2 separate regions of the Mus musculus genome follow, and region 1 is linked to region 2. A link is a contact called in public HiCAR-type data. All regions are on one chromosome and are shown on one strand. Each heading gives the region's core, a stretch centred on a gene start, on an enhancer-like site or on the middle of the called end of the contact. The rest is flanking DNA. Distances are from core to core; before and after follow the strand shown.

The links. HiCAR-type assays count read pairs that join an accessible place to other places.
Region 1: a contact with region 2 is called in a HiCAR-type map of fibro-adipogenic progenitors, with 11 times the contacts expected there. The contact joins two enhancer-like sites. A contact is called at or near these places in 2 of 39 promoter capture datasets (the HPC-7 cell line and cranial neural crest), 4 of 484 Hi-C or Micro-C datasets (adipose-derived mesenchymal stem cells, cerebral cortex, cortical neurons and 1 more), 4 of 115 datasets of contacts at active chromatin or transcription factors (the NIH/3T3 cell line, SST interneurons, embryonic basal ganglia and 1 more) and 1 of 9 other capture datasets (embryonic stem cells).

Annotation. Positions count from the first base shown.
Region 1 is chr12:110,379,693-110,383,355 of GRCm38.p6, reverse strand. No RefSeq gene overlaps it. Among named protein-coding and RNA genes, the nearest start is that of Gm40577, 37 kb to the left of the region's middle. Within about 2 kb of position 2,030, at least 91 of the 459 cell types and tissues checked have an H3K27ac peak or open chromatin away from gene starts, as enhancers often do. A contact at or near this core is called in adipose-derived mesenchymal stem cells and fibro-adipogenic progenitors, where this site is marked.
Region 2 is chr12:109,693,116-109,696,601 of GRCm38.p6, reverse strand. No RefSeq gene overlaps it. Among named protein-coding and RNA genes, the nearest start is that of Gm22205, 6.8 kb to the right of the region's middle. Within about 2 kb of position 1,676, at least 13 of the 459 cell types and tissues checked have an H3K27ac peak or open chromatin away from gene starts, as enhancers often do. A contact at or near this core is called in adipose-derived mesenchymal stem cells and fibro-adipogenic progenitors, where this site is marked.

The DNA.
Region 1 (3,663 bases), core at 781-3,280, 690 kb before region 2:
TGTAGACCAGGCTGGCCTCGAACTGAGAGATCTAAATTCTGTGATTAAAGGTGTGTGCCACCATGCCTGGCTGTTTTCTTTCTCTTAGGAGCCATCAATGCAGTCTTGTAGGCTCTATGTAGGTGATGGCATCCAGCCAGAACCACCTCTCAAAGGCTCCATGTTCAGACACCATAAACATGACTTTCGGGATGAAGTTTCCAACACTTGAGACCTGTGTGTGTGTGTGTGTGTGTGTGTGTGTGTGTGTGTATGGGAACATGATGATAAGTTATTCAGCGTATGCGCATGATCAAGTTGGGGCCACTGGCATATCTTCAACCTGTAATCCTTTTATGTACTGGAAATCACACAGCTGCTTTTCTAGTCATTTCGAGGTCTATTCTCTCTCTCTCTTTTTTAAATTTTAAATTATTTATTTATTTTATTTATACGAGTACATAGTTGTTGTCTTCAGACACACCAGAAGAGGGCATCAGATCCCATTACAGATGGTTGTGAGCCACCATGTGGTTCCTGGGAATTGAACTCAGGACCTCTGGAAGAGCAGTCAGTGCTCTTAACTGCTGAGCCATATCTCCAGCCCCAATTTCATCCCTTTTAGAGCCGAGGAATAGTCTCCTGGGTAGGTCCGCCATGTTTTCCATGTCTGAGCACTGGTTACTTGGGGTGGGTACTTCTACAACAAACATGGGAGTGCAGGTAGGTGTCCTGTTTTTCTAATACATGATTTAATTATTTTTAAGATTAGAATATAATTACATTATTTCTACCCTTCCTCTTGCTCTCTCCAGTCCCTCCCATGTCCCCTTCCTTGTTCCTTGTCAAATTCATGGTCTCTTCTCCTTTAATTGTCATTCCTACCCCCTTATACACACACACACACACACACACACACACACACACACACACACACACCCTTTAGTGTATGTTCAATTTCAGGGCTGACCACTTGGTATTGGATAACCAGTTGGGCCTCATTCCTGAACCCTTGGCGCTCTGTGTAGGGGTGCAGCCCTGTGAGATTTCCCTCTTCCTGTACTTATCCAGGGCAGCCATATTGTTGAGGTATCATGAGTAAACTTTGTTATTTCTAGTGGACACAATCTCACAGCTGACTTTCTGGTCTTCTGGAAAACTGCAATCTTTCTGTTCTCTCTTTTGTAAAGTTTCCCCAAGCCTTAGGTGAAGGAACTGTAGTGCTGATGTACCAACCGGGGCAGTGCCCTGCTGGCTTGTTCTCTGCATTCTGAGCAGCTGTGGTTTTCTGTAATGGTCTCTGTTGTACAGAGGCGTGTAGGTGTCTTTTTGGTGTCGTGTATTCATTTCCTTTGGGTTGCTGGCTTATATGCCAGTTCTATGTATCATGTTTCGAATATCCATAATGGCTGTTGATTTGTTTCCGTGGACAGACAGGCAATATGCACTTTTGGGAACAAACTGTGGTGGGGGACACATTGCAGACAGGTATAGGGGGCCAGAGGCCAACCTTTGGGGTCAACAAAGAGCTGTTGAGTCAGCCCACCTTGGAACCTACTCTGCTGCTGGGCTTCCTACTGAATAAAATGACACCCATAGGCGCCTTGTGAGCTTGGATTAGCTTAGCTCCTGTTCTCTGTAGTGAGTCTCCCCCTGGGGCGCGGGGGGTGATCCTCCCTGATCAGCGACTGCAGAGATGGGTGGACAAGGAGCTTAAGAATGGATTGGGATCAAAGAGTTATGTGGAAAGAGGGCTGGGGGTGAAGGGGCCTTGGGCTGGCAGTCAACAGCAGGCAGGGCAGGAAGTACTGTTTTTCCAGCCAGAGCCGGAGGGAACCAGTCTTGCAAAGCTGTGCGATGACTCAGAAGGGAGGACAGTGTCGTGTGGGGGCGGGAGGCAGAGTGATCACTTTCCCCGCCGACAGGCTTCATCTTCAGAACATTCGATCAGAGGTGAGTGATCGTGGGCGTTAAATGCTCACCTTTAAAGGTCAACACGGCAGACAGCCGGCCTCGTGGCCCAGACGTGTGCCTTGGGTAACCGCAGTGGAACTCATTAACTTGTCACCACGGTCCTGGAGCTGTCAGATGGCCTTCCTTAGGAGGTGCTTTATCCCCAACCCCTCCCACGCTGGCCAGCCCGAAGTACCAAGTCACACAGCCCACAGAGCAGGGAGCTGAGGGAGGACATGGTCAGGCCCCCACCTGATGCTATCATCCCCAGTCTGAAGGGCAAATGGCAAGAGAATGCATGCACTGAGCACTTCTGTATGTGACACCCTGCCTGGAAGTACTTAATGCTTAGTTCTAGTCAAAGGAAGGGAGTCTTGGAGAATTGGGGATCACTCAGATGTCAGGCTCTTAGGGATCCACTAAAAAGTGTTAACCTACCTGGGGACATCAAGCTAGGTCCTGGGATGGTCTCTGACTCCTGCAGAGACCATCGCGTGAAGTGAAGCAGGCTACATCATAACACAGCGTCAGGGGCTCGGAGAGAAGAGCTGAGACCCACTCGCCTCTGCTTTCTCTTCTCAACTCTGTTCCCTGCACAAATCCACTTCCCCAAATATTTATTGAGTGTCTATTAAGCCCAAGTACTGTTACCTCCCAGCTCAGGGCAATCTCTGCCTTCTAGGGTACACAGTCTGAAAAGAGACATCATGGGTGGGACATCATGCAGGGACAGAGATGCCTGGATGGGGGACTGGGGAACATGAAGGGACAGTCAGGAAGGGACAGAGATCTGACTGCAGAAGAGAGAGAAGGATCCCACGACTCCTTTAAGGCCTGTCAGAGTTCCAGAGATGACCAAGGACCTGGGCCCGGGTAGGGCACTCACGTGTGGGGGCTGTCTGCCTTCAGGGACCCCACAGCTAGGCCACCCGAGAACCCCTGGTGTCCATCCATCCATGGGATGTCTCTGTGTGGAGTGGTGGGCCCACCAGAAGGCATGGCCTCTGAGACTTTCTGGGGTGTCCCCCTCTAGTCACTTCAGATTTAGCCCGGCTATACCCCCGACCAATTTTTCTCTCCAAGTATGTGGCAGGGTGGGGAGTCCACTTCCTGAAGGTCCTGAGTTGCTGGGGTTTGAGCAGGGTGAGGGCGAGGTGCTTTTCTAGGGCGGCCAGCTTCTGTCTGGTTCTATACCCGCCGCGGTCTTATGGGAAGACTCCAGTCCTCAGCACACAGTGTAGACATGGAGTTTCAACCCAGCGGACTCTGACCACCACCCTGCTTGAGGCCGTTCAGTGCCATGCCTCGCATGCTCTTAAGAAAATGATCAAAACCTTCAACAAGGCTCTGCTTAGTGTGCTCACACAGCATCGTCCCAACTGCTCTGAATTAATCACTGCTCCCAACCGCCTCGGATTAATCGGGTGTGAGTGTTGGCTTAATCTCCTCTCCATTGGAGTCTAGCTGGCACTGCGGTACCCCTGGAGCTGTGCAGTGACATGTTTATATGTAGAAAATTAAGCAAATAATAAAAACAGCTGGCACTGGGGTGTTATTATCTCCGAGTTCACAAGCTCCATGTTTTGCATACATTAACTTCAACCCTCAAACACCGAGGCAGCTGCTGCCGGCATTGTACAGGTGAGAAGCCCGAAGCAGCGAGGTCAGGTGACTTGTCCCAAGGTGTTCAGGAAGGGATCGGAGCCAAGCAGCCAGTCCCAGCAACATGTT
Region 2 (3,486 bases), core at 427-2,926:
TGGTGGTTTATTAGTGATGGTAGTGAAGAGTGCTCCTGAGGGTGACAGTATTGGTGGTTGAGGTGATTGATGGTCATGAAGGTTGTAGTGGTGGTGGTGATGGTCAGGTTCATGGAGGTGATAATGGTACTGGTGATGACGGTGGCAGTAGTGATGACAGAATAGTAATACCAAGAGAAACTATGGCTTCTTTGATGCTGTTGAATGCTATAAGAATGGTTGCTTTGCTGAGCAGCAAATCTGGGTAATGAGGAGGAACTTAACTCTCATCTCCTCTATGTATGTATGACCCTCAAAGAAAAGCCTTAAGGTCTAGCCAACGGTTCTCACTACTTACCAAGCCTCAACACTCAAGAGTCACTGCCACAAACACAGTCTGAGCTCTTCTCCTAGAGGGCTAAGGCATGCTCAGATGGTGAACCATCCAAATGCAATGAATCACAACTTGAGAGTCAGGAAAGGAAGAAATTACCTGAGTTGAGATGAAGAGGATGGATGGTGAGAACTGAGATGAATCCTCGTGGCAGAACCATCTCCCACATCATCACTCAGTTCGAAGGGAAGACGGCGAACAAGGAATGAGGGTGAAGTCCACAGTCAGGAACCACCAAGGCAAGGAAGAAAAGACAGTGTCAGGCATATGATGTTGTTAGACATATACTCTATTCTGAAGAGAGAGGAGGGAGGCAGGGAAGAAGGGAAGAAGGAAGGATGGATGGGAGATCTTAGGCAACTACCCTAAGTAGAATAAAGTAGTTGCCAACATACTTTTCAAATCTTCTGTTCCCTGGCATGTTGAGCTTTGTCTGGATAGGCGCACCATATGTGTTATCCCTCTTGGAACTTGGTTCATAGATTCAAAAAAACACAACTGAACTGACCAAATAAATATAGCCCCATGGGTGGATAGGGAACAGAACAGTACTTTTTAATTTTCTAAGGGTATCTCCTTTCCCAGGTGTCATACTGCACACAAGAAAACCACACATATCCTATACCAAGCTCCTGCAGAAATCATGAATCCTTCGGGAAGATAGCATTGTCCTGTAGCTGAGGCATAATAGGGGCCAGTGCTTCTCCTTAAACTCACAGTCCCACAATTGGAAGTCAGAGGAATTTGGTTTGCTTGGAAAGGCATGTCATGCGCCCACTCAGCAGAGGCATAAAAACAAGCTTTGGTTATTTTTGATCTCCCATTTTGGCAGAGGCTAGGATAGCTTTCGGGAAGACCCAGGGCTTCCATTCCACCATGCCAAGCCAGAGTTACCCAAGGATGGGCCAGTGTCCCGGGCAGTAAGAACTGCCAGTATCCTGTCTCATTATCTGGCATGGGAAGCCTGGCCCTGGCAAGAGTCTGGTCTTGCAGGGAGGATGCCACGGACCATCTGACATACAGCACACTCCTCCAAAGAGCAGCTACCAGGCCATACTGGTTCCACAAAAGCACATGTATTTTTAGTCATTTGCTCATTCATTCAGCAATAATTTACTGGGCGCCTACCAGGCTCGAGGCTGGGCAGGGGCTAAGGACAGAGAGAAGAATTTGACCCAGTTCCTGGCCCTCAAGACTCTTCAGTTTAGTGCTGACATGTAAACAAATCCCCATGATAGAGAGGGTAGGGAGCTCAAGTATTTACAACTAGTGTGGAGCTGGGTGTGGCCACTCTCCTTGGAACAGAGGAGGAGTAGCTGTGAGTTCATTCACTGTCTCACACCCAGACAGCTGACTCACTCATTCATACACCAACTCATTCACTAGTTCAGCCACTCATTCACAAGAATACAATTTACTCTTTAATTGTAGACTTGCTGACAGATTTGCTACCTAATCAATTCTTTTATTCCTTAATTATGTGATGCTCATTCGTCTGCCTATTGGCCTTTCATTCACTTATTCACTTATCATTTCGTTCAGTTACACATGCAGTTGTAATAGTGATTTCCTTCCTTTCATTTTTTTTTCAGTCCATCAAGCATCCGTCAATAGGTCATTTATCCATTCATTAATTCATCCATTCATCTGGGCCAACAGTGGCTCCTCTCATGAACGGACCCAAATGCTGACTCATTACTTCCTTTATTCCTTTATTAGAAATGAAGATCTACTTATCCATCCATTCATAAAACCATTCAGGAATTCACAGAATGACTGATACACTCAAGAGTACACATTCACTTCTTCAAGGCTGACCCACTGGTATGTTTGTCATTCACTCAAAAGCTTTGTCTTTCATCGCTCACTTCTGCCATGCTGGCCTGCTTTCTCATGCATCCACTCACAGACTCCCCATGTAGTGATTCGCTGTGTAACTTAGTCATTAGTGCATTACTGGCCTGCGCCTGGCAGTGACCTCCATGTTTTCATGACGTCATGGGCTCCTGGCAGTAAGCTGAAGTTGTGAAAGACCTCACAGCATAGTAGCAAAACCTCTCATAAAGCATCCAAAAGTTCAAATTGAGCAGAGAGCACCAACTCCTTATTTCTGGGCCACACATGCACTTGTCCTGCTAAATGGTTTTATCTATTCCCATAGAGTTCCAGGGTCAGCTTCCTCTATGAACTCCATATTTGACACAAGGCTGACGAGGATAAAAGGCAATAGCTATTAGTAGAAATGGATACTTTTATATCAAATATTTTACCATTCTCAGATACTGAGTACCAGAAAATAAAACTCATGGAGTATTTGAGCTGACTAATCAACATGCTAACAAGTAGGAATTTGTGCCCTAGATAGGCAACAATAACTCATTTAGTGCCATGGGAGAATATAAATACACCTTAGAGAGTGGCCATGTGCACCTTATTCTAGTAAAACAAAGGCAGGAGGGACTAAGTTCCTTCGGTAGACATCAGTGGCTAAGGACTACTTATCGCAAAATATTTAAATTTTGACCTTACCTGGTCTATTTCCAACTTACTTTTTAAAAGATTGGTTTACTAAAAAATAATGATAAGGACAGTTTTGTAAACTCATCGAAGTACAAAATAAATGAAAAAGAATGAGTATTTAATGTGGTTTGGGGCAGGGTTCCTTACATACAAAGGCAACAGATTAAATCTTTTTGTGTTAAATGGGATTAAGAGGAAAAATTTGAGTTGCCCATAAATCTTAATTTTCATGGCCAGCGTTCTCATCTCATGGGGATAATCTCCAACATTTACAATTTCTGGGCATAGATTTTTCCTGATTAATTTAGTCACTCATTTTCAAAAATTAAATTAAATCAACAGAAAAGATTTTACAGCCAAACACAACAGGGGGAGTTGGTTTTCTACATTTTTTTCTGTAGACTCCATTAGTGGAGCACAATACCTCACCCTAGTTAAAATAAATCTTTTATGGTACAATTCCAGGATGGGTGCTGTGTGAGCCCTTTATTCTATGTCCTTTTCTTAACAAGAACAAGGTTTTGCCTGCACATAAGAGAGTGTCTGTAATCTCATTTCCAGAATGTAGTCAAAACCTACAGTGTATAGGTCCC